Linked DNA regions of Sus scrofa: all the other regions are linked to region 3. A link is a contact called in public HiChIP or PLAC-seq and promoter capture Hi-C data. All regions are on one chromosome and are shown on one strand. The core of a region is the stretch at or near the end of the contact, and the rest is flanking DNA. Distances in the headings are between cores, read along the strand shown.

Evidence for each region. Promoter capture Hi-C pulls out the DNA fragments that hold promoters and counts their contacts. HiChIP or PLAC-seq counts read pairs in DNA pulled down with a chosen protein or histone mark.
Region 1: a contact with region 3 is called in an H3K27ac HiChIP or PLAC-seq map of alveolar macrophages. The contact joins the enhancer-like site here to the promoter of MGEA5 in region 3. A contact is called at or near these places in 1 of 5 promoter capture datasets (liver), 7 of 47 Hi-C or Micro-C datasets (fibroblasts, heart right ventricle, liver and 3 more) and 2 of 2 datasets of contacts at active chromatin or transcription factors (alveolar macrophages and skeletal muscle).
Region 2: a contact with region 3 is called in a promoter capture Hi-C map of liver, with 8 times the contacts expected there. The contact joins the promoter of C14H10orf76 here to the promoter of MGEA5 in region 3. A contact is called at or near these places in 1 of 5 promoter capture datasets (liver), 5 of 47 Hi-C or Micro-C datasets (epiblast stem cells, fibroblasts, heart right ventricle and 1 more) and 2 of 2 datasets of contacts at active chromatin or transcription factors (alveolar macrophages and skeletal muscle).
Region 4: an H3K27ac HiChIP or PLAC-seq map of alveolar macrophages shows a contact between it and region 3. The contact joins the promoter of POLL here to the promoter of MGEA5 in region 3. A contact is called at or near these places in 2 of 5 promoter capture datasets (fetal liver and liver) and 2 of 2 datasets of contacts at active chromatin or transcription factors (alveolar macrophages and skeletal muscle).

What each region holds. Positions count from the first base shown.
Region 1 is chr14:113,089,360-113,092,151 of Sscrofa11.1, forward strand. No RefSeq gene overlaps it. Among named protein-coding and RNA genes, the nearest start is that of HPS6, 8.8 kb to the left of the region's middle. Within about 2 kb of position 1,277, at least 12 of the 83 cell types and tissues checked have an H3K27ac peak or open chromatin away from gene starts, as enhancers often do. A contact at or near this core is called in alveolar macrophages, where this site is marked.
Region 2 is chr14:113,071,642-113,074,599 of Sscrofa11.1, forward strand. It overlaps C14H10orf76 (UPF0668 protein C10orf76 homolog), which reads right to left and starts at 1,358. Exons shown (of 26, transcript XM_021072731.1): 1 at 1,124-1,358.
Region 3 is chr14:112,849,935-112,852,669 of Sscrofa11.1, forward strand. It overlaps MGEA5 (protein O-GlcNAcase), which reads right to left and starts at 1,281. Exons shown (of 16, transcript XM_003483548.4): 1 at 644-1,281. The coding sequence starts at 842.
Region 4 is chr14:112,615,794-112,618,659 of Sscrofa11.1, forward strand. It overlaps POLL (DNA polymerase lambda), which reads right to left and starts at 1,555. Exons shown (of 9, transcript XM_005671395.3): 1 at 1,472-1,555; 2 at 513-653. The coding sequence starts at 627. It overlaps DPCD (protein DPCD), which reads left to right and starts at 1,545. Exons shown (of 6, transcript XM_001926725.4): 1 at 1,545-1,693. The coding sequence starts at 1,630.

The DNA.
Region 1 (2,792 bases), core at 27-2,526, 240 kb after region 3:
CTCTGCATGTGGCCTGTGGAAATTGACCCGGTGGCCAGGGTAGACAGTATCCAAACCACTCTGTTTCCTCTTATACCCTGATCCAGCCCTAGCCCTGGCCCTGGCCACCTGTCATTGAGACTCCTACAGTGGACTCCTTTTTGGTATTCCTGTCTCAAATCTAACCTTGCTTGCCCAGAGTTTCATTTGTTTTGTTTTTTTCCATGCCCACAGCATGCAGAAGTTCCTGGGCCAGGGATCAAACCCGCACCACAGCAGTGATAGTGCTGGATCCTTAGCCACTAGGCCCAGAGTATTGTAAAAAGCAAATCTGATCAAGTTCAGCACCTGCTTCAATATTCTGGGTAAGGACTGGATTCTCAATAAACACATCTCTTCCTTCACAACTTGCCCTGCCTTCCTTTCTCATCTTTTCTCCAGTCACTCCCCCACCTCTGAAGAATAAATTATACGTTGTACTACTTGTGGATCCCTGAACTCATTAGGCTCCCCCCTCTACTCTGTGCTTTATGCTTGGCATGCATTTCGCTCTCTTCTCTGGCCTAAACCCTTTAAGATACCTTCAAATGTTACCTTCTCTCCTGACTTCCCCTACTCACCCCTAATAGATTTAGTTACACCTTCTCCTATTCTCCCATAGTTCTTGGTACATCCCTCTAAAGAAGCATTTATCAAATTATGTTGGGATTGTCTAGTTACTTGTTTGTCTTCCTGATTAGTATATAAGTTCCTCGAGGGCAGAAACCATAGTTATTTGTGTTTTTGTATCTTCAGCGTGTATCATAGTATCAGGGTCATAGTAGGTTCAATTATTACTGTAGATGCAGGAATTGGTTTCTATGGCCTGGGGTGAGAAGGGATTAGAATCAGAGCCTTAGGGATTCTCTAGCTTTCTTCCCTGTTCGGCCAGACTCACTGGTTGATCGAGACCTGAAGCTGAGAGAAGTAGGTCGGCTGGACCTAAAGGAAGAACCAGCTACCTGGGGTAATTAATGGTGAGGGTGGGGAAGCCGCTGAGCCAGGGCCATCTTGAGAGCTGAGGCAGAGGTAAAAAAAATGGAATAACTGGTATACCCAGGGTCCCTAACCCTCAAAAACAGAAAAGGAGGTGTGGGAAAGCTTGGGTCAGTGAGGTTTTAGGAAAGGGATGTGTGGCAGAGGCTAGCCGGAGTTGTGGGGTGAAATCAAAGGACTGAGGATTGATCCTCAAACTGAATATGGCCATCAGGGAACTTGTCCTTAGGACCCATTCCACACCATGCAAATGCATCAGAATTTGGTTCCCACTTTCCCTGAGTGTTCAGAGAAAGAGAGAGAGTCAGAGATAGGGGTGAGGGGAGCTCTAGACCTCCACCTCCATAGGAAGCTACCTTGGGCTGGAATGCCAGGCACCCTTATTGCCCCGGAAAAAAGGAAAGGAAAAACTCCTGAGTGGCGCCGGAGGCCCCTGCTCAGTCTCCTCTTAGGCACAGGCTCCCCCTGGTGGTTACTCTCGGTTACTCTCATCACAGCCAGCTCCATCCAGTCCCCTCAGAACAGGCTGCATTTGCTTTTTTTTTTTTTTTTTTTTTTAAGCTGCTCCTGCCACCAGGAATCTAAGCCACACCACATTTGCAGGTGTGGCAACACAGGATCCTTAACTCACTGAGCCACATGGGAACTTCCATCTGTCTCCCGCCCCTTTTTCTCCTTTTTACAGCCACACCTGTGGAATATGGAAGTTCCCAGGCTAAAGGTCAAATTGGAGCTGCAACTGAGGCCTACACCACAACTTGAGGCAATGCTGGATCCTTAACCCACTGAAAGAGCCAGGAATAAAACCTACATCCTCATGGACACTATGTCAGTTTCCTAACCCACTGAACCACAGAGGGAACTCCCATTTGCCTATTTCTTGACCAAGGACTAAGGAAGCCTCTGGAGGAAGTAAATTAAAGTTGTCTTGGAGGCCCCATCATGGCGCAAAGGAAACAAATCCAACTAGGAACCATGAGGTTGCAGGTTCAATCCCTGGCCTCGCTCAGTGTGTTAAGGATCTGGTGTTGCCATGAGCTGTGGTATAGGTCACAGATGCGGCTCAGATCTGGCATTGCTGTGGCTCTGGCATAGCCTGGCAGCTACAGCTCCGATTAGACCCCTAGCCTGGGAACCTCCATATGCTGTAGGTATGGCCCTAAAAAAAAGCAAATTAAAAAAAAAAAAAAAAAAAGGAGTTCCCGTCTAGGTGCACTGGTTAACAAATCCAGCTAGGAACCACGAGGTTGCGGGTTCAATCCCTGGCCTTGCTCAGTGGGTTAAGGATCCGGTGTTGCCGTGAGCTGTGGTGTAGGTCGCAGATGCAGCTTGGATCTGGCGTTGCTGTGGCTGTGGCGTATGCCAGCGGCTACAGCTCTGATTAGCCCCCTAGCCTGGGAACCTCCATATGCCATGGGAGTGGCCCTAGAAAAGACAAAAAATAAAAAATAAATAAAGTCCTCTTGAGGGCGAGAGAGAGGGAGAAGAAAGAGGTCAGGGTAGAATTCAGGGAGCAAAATCATGGGGAGAGGAAAAAGGACCCTGGTCTTATGTACTAGGCCAGTATCACCCAGAAGAAGGGGGGACCAAGCTGCCAGGATGCTTCCTTTCCAGGGTTGGAACTCTTCCCCAGCTGCCAGACTGATCTGGATTATTTGATCCAACTGGGAAGGAAGTTGAGCACACAGTACAGTTTTCTGGGAAGGCACAGTGAGGTCATATTTTATATGAATTTGAAATATAGGAATAAGATGCCCAGCTTTATTCAAAATCAATAA
Region 2 (2,958 bases), core at 108-2,607, 220 kb after region 3:
AACTATTTTGAGTTTTCAACAAGTTTTTCATCAGCAGCATCATTATTATTCAAATGCTGAACAAGCAAATGAATTATAATGCATAAACACCCAATGAAAATAAATACCTTAGAGGCTACCCTATTCACTAAGGAAAGAATGAGAGCTTCCCTTCACAATCCTAACAAGATGGATCCGCCTTTCTCTAGCGGATATAATATCTAGGAAAGCCTTCACATAGGAAGTACTGTGCACACAAGACCAACTGAAGGCAAAACAATTTCAGTTAACTGTGCTAATAGCAGGAACACAAATCCTATTTGCCCTGGTTTACAAAGTCAGTGAGCAGACAGAATACAAAGAAACAGCTCTCACTAGGCTCAAAACTTTTTCTGGAAAGGAAGAACTGAGAAGGGTCAGATATCCACATTTACTTGGGCCTTCCCAAGTTTCTGCTTCCCCATGAGAGGCAGCACTCCTCAGCTTCTGATAGTTTTTTTCTCCTGTTTCTTTCCTACACCTGCCTAGGAAGAGGTTCGTTTCCTAGGCTCACACCAAATAACCCACTGAAAACACAGTAGCTTCAGTGATTGGGTATAAAAGGTGGGCTGAAGCCGGTGGTCGAGACTGTAAAAAGGACAGGATGGGGCCCTTCCGGGACACCTGAAGACTTGGGGCAGATCTTCTTCGAGGTCTTGCTCCAAGTCTCACCCCTGGACCCGTCTGGGCTGAAGGCCACCCTGGGGTGGGAACTAGCTGGTGGAGGGCTCTCCAAGGTAGCCTAAGGAGTCGGGGTCAGCCTCGGACTGGGGTCAAAGGTCAGCGCTTCGGCTGCCAGGCGGGCCCAGCAGGGACCCACAGCGGGAGGGACATGACTGGCACTGGAGAGTTAAAGGGACCGGCCACTGGAAGAGCTAGTCGCTTCTCTTTCCGCTCCGTCGCCCTGGGCCCAGCCTCCTAGCCGCACGCAGCCTCGGCCCGCCTCAGCAGCTGTCCTCCCTCCCTCTCCCCCCGTCACCCCCGTCGTCCCTTAGGCGAGCACAGGCCCCGCCCCCCCAGGGCAGCCTCAGGGCCAAGGCCTGGTATGGCTGCACCAAAAGAGGGTGGCCAGGTTCGGAGACCGGCCCGAGCGCGCGCCGCTTACCGAGCCCCTGGCTCCACCTCCACCACCCGCGCCGCTCCCGGGCCCGCTCGCTCCCGACGCCACCGACGCCGCCGCAGCTCCGGCCTCACGGACGCGTTCCCGACCTCCCCCAACCCTTCCCCCGGCCCGCTGTGCGCCACCGGGTCCTAAAGCCTGACGCATGACAGGTACGCCCGCGCCTGCGGCCTGAGGCTGGCTGGAACCACGACTCCCAGCAAGCATCACAAAGACTACGACTCCCGAAATGCACCGCGAGTAAGGAATTAGCAAAGAAACATTATCAAGGGTCCGCTGGCTGCAAGTAGAATTAGCAGTAACGCAACATTGTAAATCAACTATAATCCAACATAAAATAAATCAACTATAATCCAACATAAAATAAAAATTGAATTAAAAATAGAAAGTGTTGCTAAGTAATAATAATAAATAAATGAATAACTACCCTAAAAAAGTTGAATTAGCACTTTTTAAAAAATATGGCACTTGAAATTAGCAATTACGCTTACGGAATAAATATATACTCTAGAAACAGTGACAAAGTTTGGAAAGATATATGTTTCAATATCTTTATTGCAACTCCGAAAGTGAACGATGAAAACAAACTCATTCATTCAACATATATATACTATGTGCCTGCTTTCTGCAAAGCACCTTGTAAAGCTTGGTCAACTTGGCAAATTTTCGTCTCCGAATTTCAATTTTCTCGTATACAAAATGAAAGATTGAAAAAGATATACCCGAGAGTTCCTGTTGTGGCTGAGTGGGTTAAGAACCCCACTAGAATACATGATACAGATTCGACCCCTAGTCTGTTGGTTAGAGTCTGGCTATGCGGTGAGCTGTGTGGCTGTGGTGTCCACCTGCAGCTGCAGCTCCAGTTCGACCCCAGGAACTGCCATGTGCTGTGCGTGCACCCCTAAAAAGACAAAAAAATAATAATAAAGATATACAGGGCTGTATGAGTGTGTTATGTCTCCTTACAATGGCTTTATAAAGTAGGTACTTCACAATAAGAAGAAAAAAAAAAGGGTTTTGAGTGATTAAACAGCTTGCCTAATGTGTGTTTTGTTTGGTTTGGGGGTTTTTTGTTTTCATTTTCTTGTCTTTTTAGGGCCATGCCAGCGCCATATGGAGGCTCCCAGGCTAGGGGTCGAATCGGAGCTGTAGCTGCCAGCCTACACCAGAGCCACAGCAACGTGGAATCTGAGCCAAGTCTGCGACCTACACCACAGGTCATGGGAACGCCAGATCCTTAACCCACTGAGCAAGGCCAGTGACCGAACCCACAACCTCATGGGATTTGTTAACCGCTGAGCCGCTCTGGGAACTCTGGATATTTTTTAAAAAAGAGTAAATGTGTCAGAGTTCCCGTCGTGGCGCAGTGGTTAAAGAATCTGACTAGGAACCATGAGGTTGCAGGTTCGGTCCCTGGCCTTGCTCAGTGGGTTAACGATCCGGCGTTGCCGTGAGCTGTGGTGTAGGTCGCAGACGCGGCCCGGATCCCGCATTGCTGTTGCTCTGGCGTAGGCTGGCAGCTACAGCTCCGATTGGACCCTAGCTGGGAATATGCGGGAGCAGAAATGGCAAAAGAAAAGAAGATCTTGAGGTCCTAGTTCTGAATTTTAAGCTTTTAGCTGAATTTCCTATTTTTTTTTTTTTTTTTTTTTTTTTTTTTTTTTTTTTAAAATATTTTTGACTACTGAATCTATTTTTGAGTATTAAAAAAACAGGATCCTCGTGGGCAGTGGTTACGATCCGACTAGGACCATGAGGTGTGGGTTGGTTGGCTGCTCAGTGGGTTGAGATCGGCGTTGCCGTGAGCTGTGGTGTAGGGC
Region 3 (2,735 bases), core at 31-2,530:
TAAACCAAAATTCTGTTATCTCAGATATTATTAAAATCAAAGCTTCATCCTTCAGAGGCAAGGCACAGCAGCTGGCAAATGGCAGCTTTCTAGGCTGCAAATAAATCTCCAAAGCGTGAGGGGTAGAGACTGGCCAGCAAAGCTCTAACCAAAAAGCAATGTGTAAAACTATATAACCCAACGGTGCTTCTCTTCCCTCCACGACAACTATCACACCTGTACGGGTAGTCTTTTTCCCAAAGGGTGGGGACAGCAACACTATACACGTCTTTCCGTGTGAACCCAAACCATCGTAGGGAATAAGATCCCAAGATACAAAGATGTATATATAACTCAGAGCCTAAGACTAGGCTCCTTACGCCGCCTCCGTTGGAGCATGCCTGGCTCCAAGCCCAAAGCGGGTGGGGTCAGAATTGTTAATAGCCAGAGGGCAACTCGACGCCGCCTGAGAACCCGAGACCAGCTCTCCGTCTCCCCTCTCCCCTCGTTTCAGCAAGGTCACATTTCAGATCCAAAGAATAATCTCCTTTTAGAGCCCCCTCTAAAACACTGCCGCCACCTGCCTCACGAGAAAAGAACGTGTTAGAACTAGAGCGAAGAGGGAGGAAGGGCGCTCTTGCCCAGCCCGCGCCAGACCGCTCACCTTCCACCACGCCACATAGGAACCTCCGAGCCCCGCCTGCCGCCCCGGCCACCACGGCTCCCCCGGCCCCGGTTGGATTGTCTTCTCCGGGGGCTGGAGCTGCAGGCGGCTCCAACGATGACCCCGCGGAGGCGGCAGGATTGGAGTTGAGCTCGCTCTCCCGTTCCTCCAGCGCCGCCTGGCTCTCCTTCTGCACCATCCTCCTGCCCCTGGCCGCCGCCACCTCTGCAGGTCCTCCTCGGCCTCCGTCCGTTGGGCCGCCGGCCCGGAGCCCTACAGAGGGCCTCGGCTCCAAGCGCGCGCCCCTCCGGTTCCTTCCCCTCCCCCCCTCTGCCCTTCCCCCTCCCTCTCCGCAGAGACCCGAATGCCCGGATGAGAAGGGCGGCGGCACCAGCGCGAGCCCTTTGTCAGCCGCTGCCTCAGCCTAAACTGGCGAGTCGGAAACCTAAGCGGAGAACGAAGCCGCGACCTCTCGTTCCCTGGACCAAGGCCCCTTTTCTCGTTCTCAGTTAGCTTCCGACGCCCTTCGGATAATCCTAGTTCTTTCGCTACCTCCTCCCGAAGCCCCTGTGTCTCCTCTGCCGCCGCCTATACCACCCGCTTCCTGTTTATCCGCACTGCGCCTGCGCTGGAGACCGGCTCAGACCGGTCCCTTCAGCCCGGATCCCCCTCCTTCTTTTGGGCCAGCCTATTGAGCTCCATTCGGTAGGGGGAAGTGGAACAGAAAAGACACCAAAAGCAGAAGGTAATGAAGGTAGTGGAATGTACCATTTAGGCTAGCCACCCTCCAGAACGAGCCAGGCGCCCTGGAACGGACCATTACCCCACCCGAAGAAGGGGAGTATGGGAGGAGGCTGCACCCGGTCGGGGCAATAAGACCAGGGCGGGGCGGGGGTGGGGGAAGAAGGTGGAAAAAAAAAAAAAAAGTGTTTACTCTCTCAATGCGCAGGCGCGGAAACGAAGCCTCTGGTTCTTAAAGAGATAGAAAGAAACTGACCTATTTTCTACAGATATTCTTCTAATGAGTTGGCTCATTACATCAACCCGACCCAGACTCGGTTTTGTGAAGACAGCACTCCAAGAAGCTCAGCTCACCCCTCTGCCTTGAAACATTTCCCCCTTCAGGTTGGCACTGACCCCTTTTAAAAATTAGATCATTCGTTCATTCCTTCATTCGGCAGACACCAATTGAGCTTGCCTCATGCTGGCCTCTTGGGCTCCTGTGAGCTCACAATTTGGTGGTACAGGCAAACGAGTACACACACTGTCTCCACACGTTGTACCCAAGTGATGTGGAAACTCCGAGAAGAGACCAATTTCATCTTCCTTTTGGGGAGAGGCAGTGGCCATGGCTTCACTTTTGAGCTGGGTCAAAAAGGATAAATAGGAGTTAGCCAGACCGAGTTGGGGTGAAGAGAAGAGAAAAGGGCACTCTAGGCATGTGGAAGAGAGTACAAGTGTAGGGAGGGGGAAAAAGGCCTGGCCCTTTGGGAAATGGGGAGTGTGGAGTGTGTGTAAGGGAGAAGTGAGGGCCCTTGGGCCTCAGTATAAACATCGTTTCCTTGGGAAAGCCTTCCCTCAACCCTCAGTGGGCTTGGGTCCCCTTGCTATATTTCTCAGCTCCCTTTGGTTCCGTCATAATGCACTTGATTTGAGAGAGCTGCAGCAACATGCGAGGTATAAATGTGAAATAAGCTCTCGATCTGATTATTAAGACTTGGTATTATTGTTCATCTTATACTTCAGTCTCACGCTAGACTCCTCCAGGGGTAGCCCAACTTGTAGCTCCACAGAGTCTTACAGTCTCTCTTCTTTTTCTTCCTAAAGTGTTGAGATGGAGGTTAGGAGCAAACATTTTCTCAGGGGATCTCCTGTGATGACACCTTGGGGCCATAGTAACTTCACTGGATATAATGGTCCTTTGGGGGATCTGGAAATTATCATTCTAGCTCACCCCACCTCCCTCAGTCTCATGACACCTTCCTCTTTGCTTCACATCTCACACTATGGCAACTGCTAGCAAGTCATCATCCACAACTTTATCTACTCTCCATAGTCCACACTCTGGGGTCTATGACCTGAGCATACCTTC
Region 4 (2,866 bases), core at 305-2,804, 230 kb before region 3:
GCCAGCAGGTGTAGTTCCAATTTGACTCCTGGCCTGGGAACTTCCATACGCTGCATGTGTGGCTCGCAAAAAAAAAAAAAAAAAAAAAAAAATTAGTAGGCACCTGTTATGTATCATGCATGGCAAATCTCTTGCCATTATAAGCCTCACAGTCTAATAATTCCTCTCCCCCAACCCAGGCCACCAGGTAAGCTTTTGCTATCTAGTTGCCAATTTAGCCACAAAATAACTAAATTGTTTGGATCCCCTCCTCTGGCCAGCAGACAATCTCACAAAGAGCACAGGATTCTGCTGGGTCATTTCCTTAGGGACCAGGAAGAATTCTTCTGATTGATGGAGGTCTCAACAAGTTGCCTGTCAAAGACTGGGAACCAAGCCTAGTGTAAGGCAGGTACAAACCAACCCGCAGGCTCTGGGACGGCAGAGTCAGCTGTAATATCTGATTCTGGACATGAACTATGTAGAAGCTTGAGGCTCAAGTACATGAGGGTTCTGAGGGTGGGTCCACTCACCTCCTGCTTCTTCTCCATCTTCCCTCTTGGGAATCTTTGCAAGTGCTTTTGATGATGGACTGGTATGAATTTTCCTCCGCTTGGGAAATGCCTTCAAGATGCCCCTGGGGTCCATTGAGATATGACTGGATCCTGGTCTTTCTGTTGGAGGGTTGATCAGGGCAGCTGTCATGTGGAAACGCAGAAGTGAGGCTCCACAACCTCTCTGACTGTGAAGGTGGGGTGTGTACTGACTAGGCCTTGGGGGCAGTAGCCTAGTTCCCAAGAGTCTCCCAAAAACCTAAGTGAACTTGGGTGGTTTAGCCTAGCTCTACACTCACTAGCTTTTCAAAGTCAGAGCACTGGGGGAAATGAGGGGAAGAGTGGAACTCTTGGAAGAGCTTTTGAGGGGCGCCAAACAATATCATTTCTCAGGGGGTTGCTCTGAAGATTCAGTGTGCAGCGTCTGCTCTTGCTGCTTCCCACTTCCAAAGGGCTTTACCAAAACGGATGCCAGGCTAGGAATGGACCACATCTTTAGTAAGGTCTTGGACTCCCAAGAGGAGTGAGGACTGGGGAGAACCTGCATATAATCTTTATACCCATCACAGACCCACAGACGAAAAACCGGGGTTGGGGTGGCAGGCGGAGGTTAGAGAGGCTGGTGGGGGAACGCTCTGCACCTGCCCTGGTCTCCGACCAGACCTCTCGGCACGGGGGCGCACAGGCCCGCAGCTGCGGGGAGATGAACGACTGTAGCAGGTGTGGGGCGCCTTCTGGGACAGGGGCACTCTAGGCCTCACAGCTGGGGGTGGTGAAGACGCCAGCAGGTGTGGGGCACAGCTCCGTACGCAGCTGGCGCGCGCCAGGGACTCCCGACTGCGGGCCGGGGTGGGGTTCCATTTCCTGGATTCAGTCCAGGATGGGGTCAACTTGGGGCCTGATGGATCACAGGTGGTGGGCATGAGTAAACTACTCACCAGAGCAGCCAATGAGAGCGGATGAAGGGCGCGGGGGTTGGGGGACGGGAGGGGGAGGAAAAAGCAAACGCCCGGAACGTCTTCCGGGGTAGCCGGAAGTGGCCTTAGGCGGAACGTTGCCATGACAGCGGCTAGGCACGCGGCCGGGCGGAGGGAAGATGGCGGTGACCGGCTGGCTGGAGAGTCTCCGAGCGGCCGAGAAGACGGCGCTGTTGCAGGACGGTAACTCGAGGTCCCTCGCGAGCTCCCTTGTCCTTTCCCACAGGGTCTGTGCTTGTGCCTCCGGGAAGGCAGAGCTAGAAGGTCGTGGCCGCCAGCCAGGCCAGGTCCTGCCGAGGAAACTGAGGCCCAGAGAGATGACGTGACTGGGACGCGCGTCTCTGGACACCCCTGGTTTCCTCTACACCACCCTCCTCCGCTCTGAGTTCTGTTACTAGTAATAATAATTTCGTTCACGTTCGTTGTCATTTGCTCTTCACCGCCGTCCGGGGAGGCTGTTAAATTTTCACCCCATTACAGAAGAGGAAACTGAAATCGAAGATTTTAGACCAGCCCAAGTTCCCTCAGTTAGTCAGTGGTACAAGACGGCATCTTGACGTGGGATTCCATGAACCTCAATGTGGAGGTTCTATTGCTGAAAGCAGTCTAGTGTCAGAGAGGCAGTACACCTGGGCTCTAGTTAACGACTCTAGACTCCGTTAATTTAGTGGGCTCTCTTGTCGACCTCTTTACTTGTTTGAACCTACTTTCTTCATCTGTAAAATGAGGTGGTGGATTACCTCTGTTACTTCTGAGGTCCTTTACAGCTGTAATATCATGTTTATAAGTGAGCCTCTAAATTGGTCCCTGGATCTTTAAGGGAGACAAAGTAAGCCCCCACCCTCACTCCGGGGCTGGACTTGGAAGAGGTGGGCACAGGGGTATGGAGTCCTGACTTTCTTTCTCCCATCTTAGGACTGACCAGTGCTTTAGGGTTCCTTCCTGGACCCTCTTGACAGCCAGAATGAATTAGGTCTGAGTTCTTGTAGCTTTCAGGAAACCAGCAGGAACTGACATCCACAGGCAGAGACCAGTGAGGAAAGTGTGGCAACTGAAATCAGCTGGTCATTTGCTCATTGGTTCAGGCAGCATTTTAGGGATGCTTTTACTGTGTGTCAAGTGGTGTACTAGAGCAGATAGAAAAAAAAAGGCATGTTGTCCCAGGAGTTCACCGAGTGGTCAGGAAAAAGAAATGTAAATAAATGTGTGTGTGTGTTAAACAGAGATTGGACTCTTCGTAAAATTCTCTGAGCGCACAGAGGTGAAAGTGATTATCTCTTTGAAGGAAAGCCTGACAGAAGAGCTGATGTTTATGGGTCCTAACAGATGAATAGGTGTTTTCTCATAGAGAAAAAG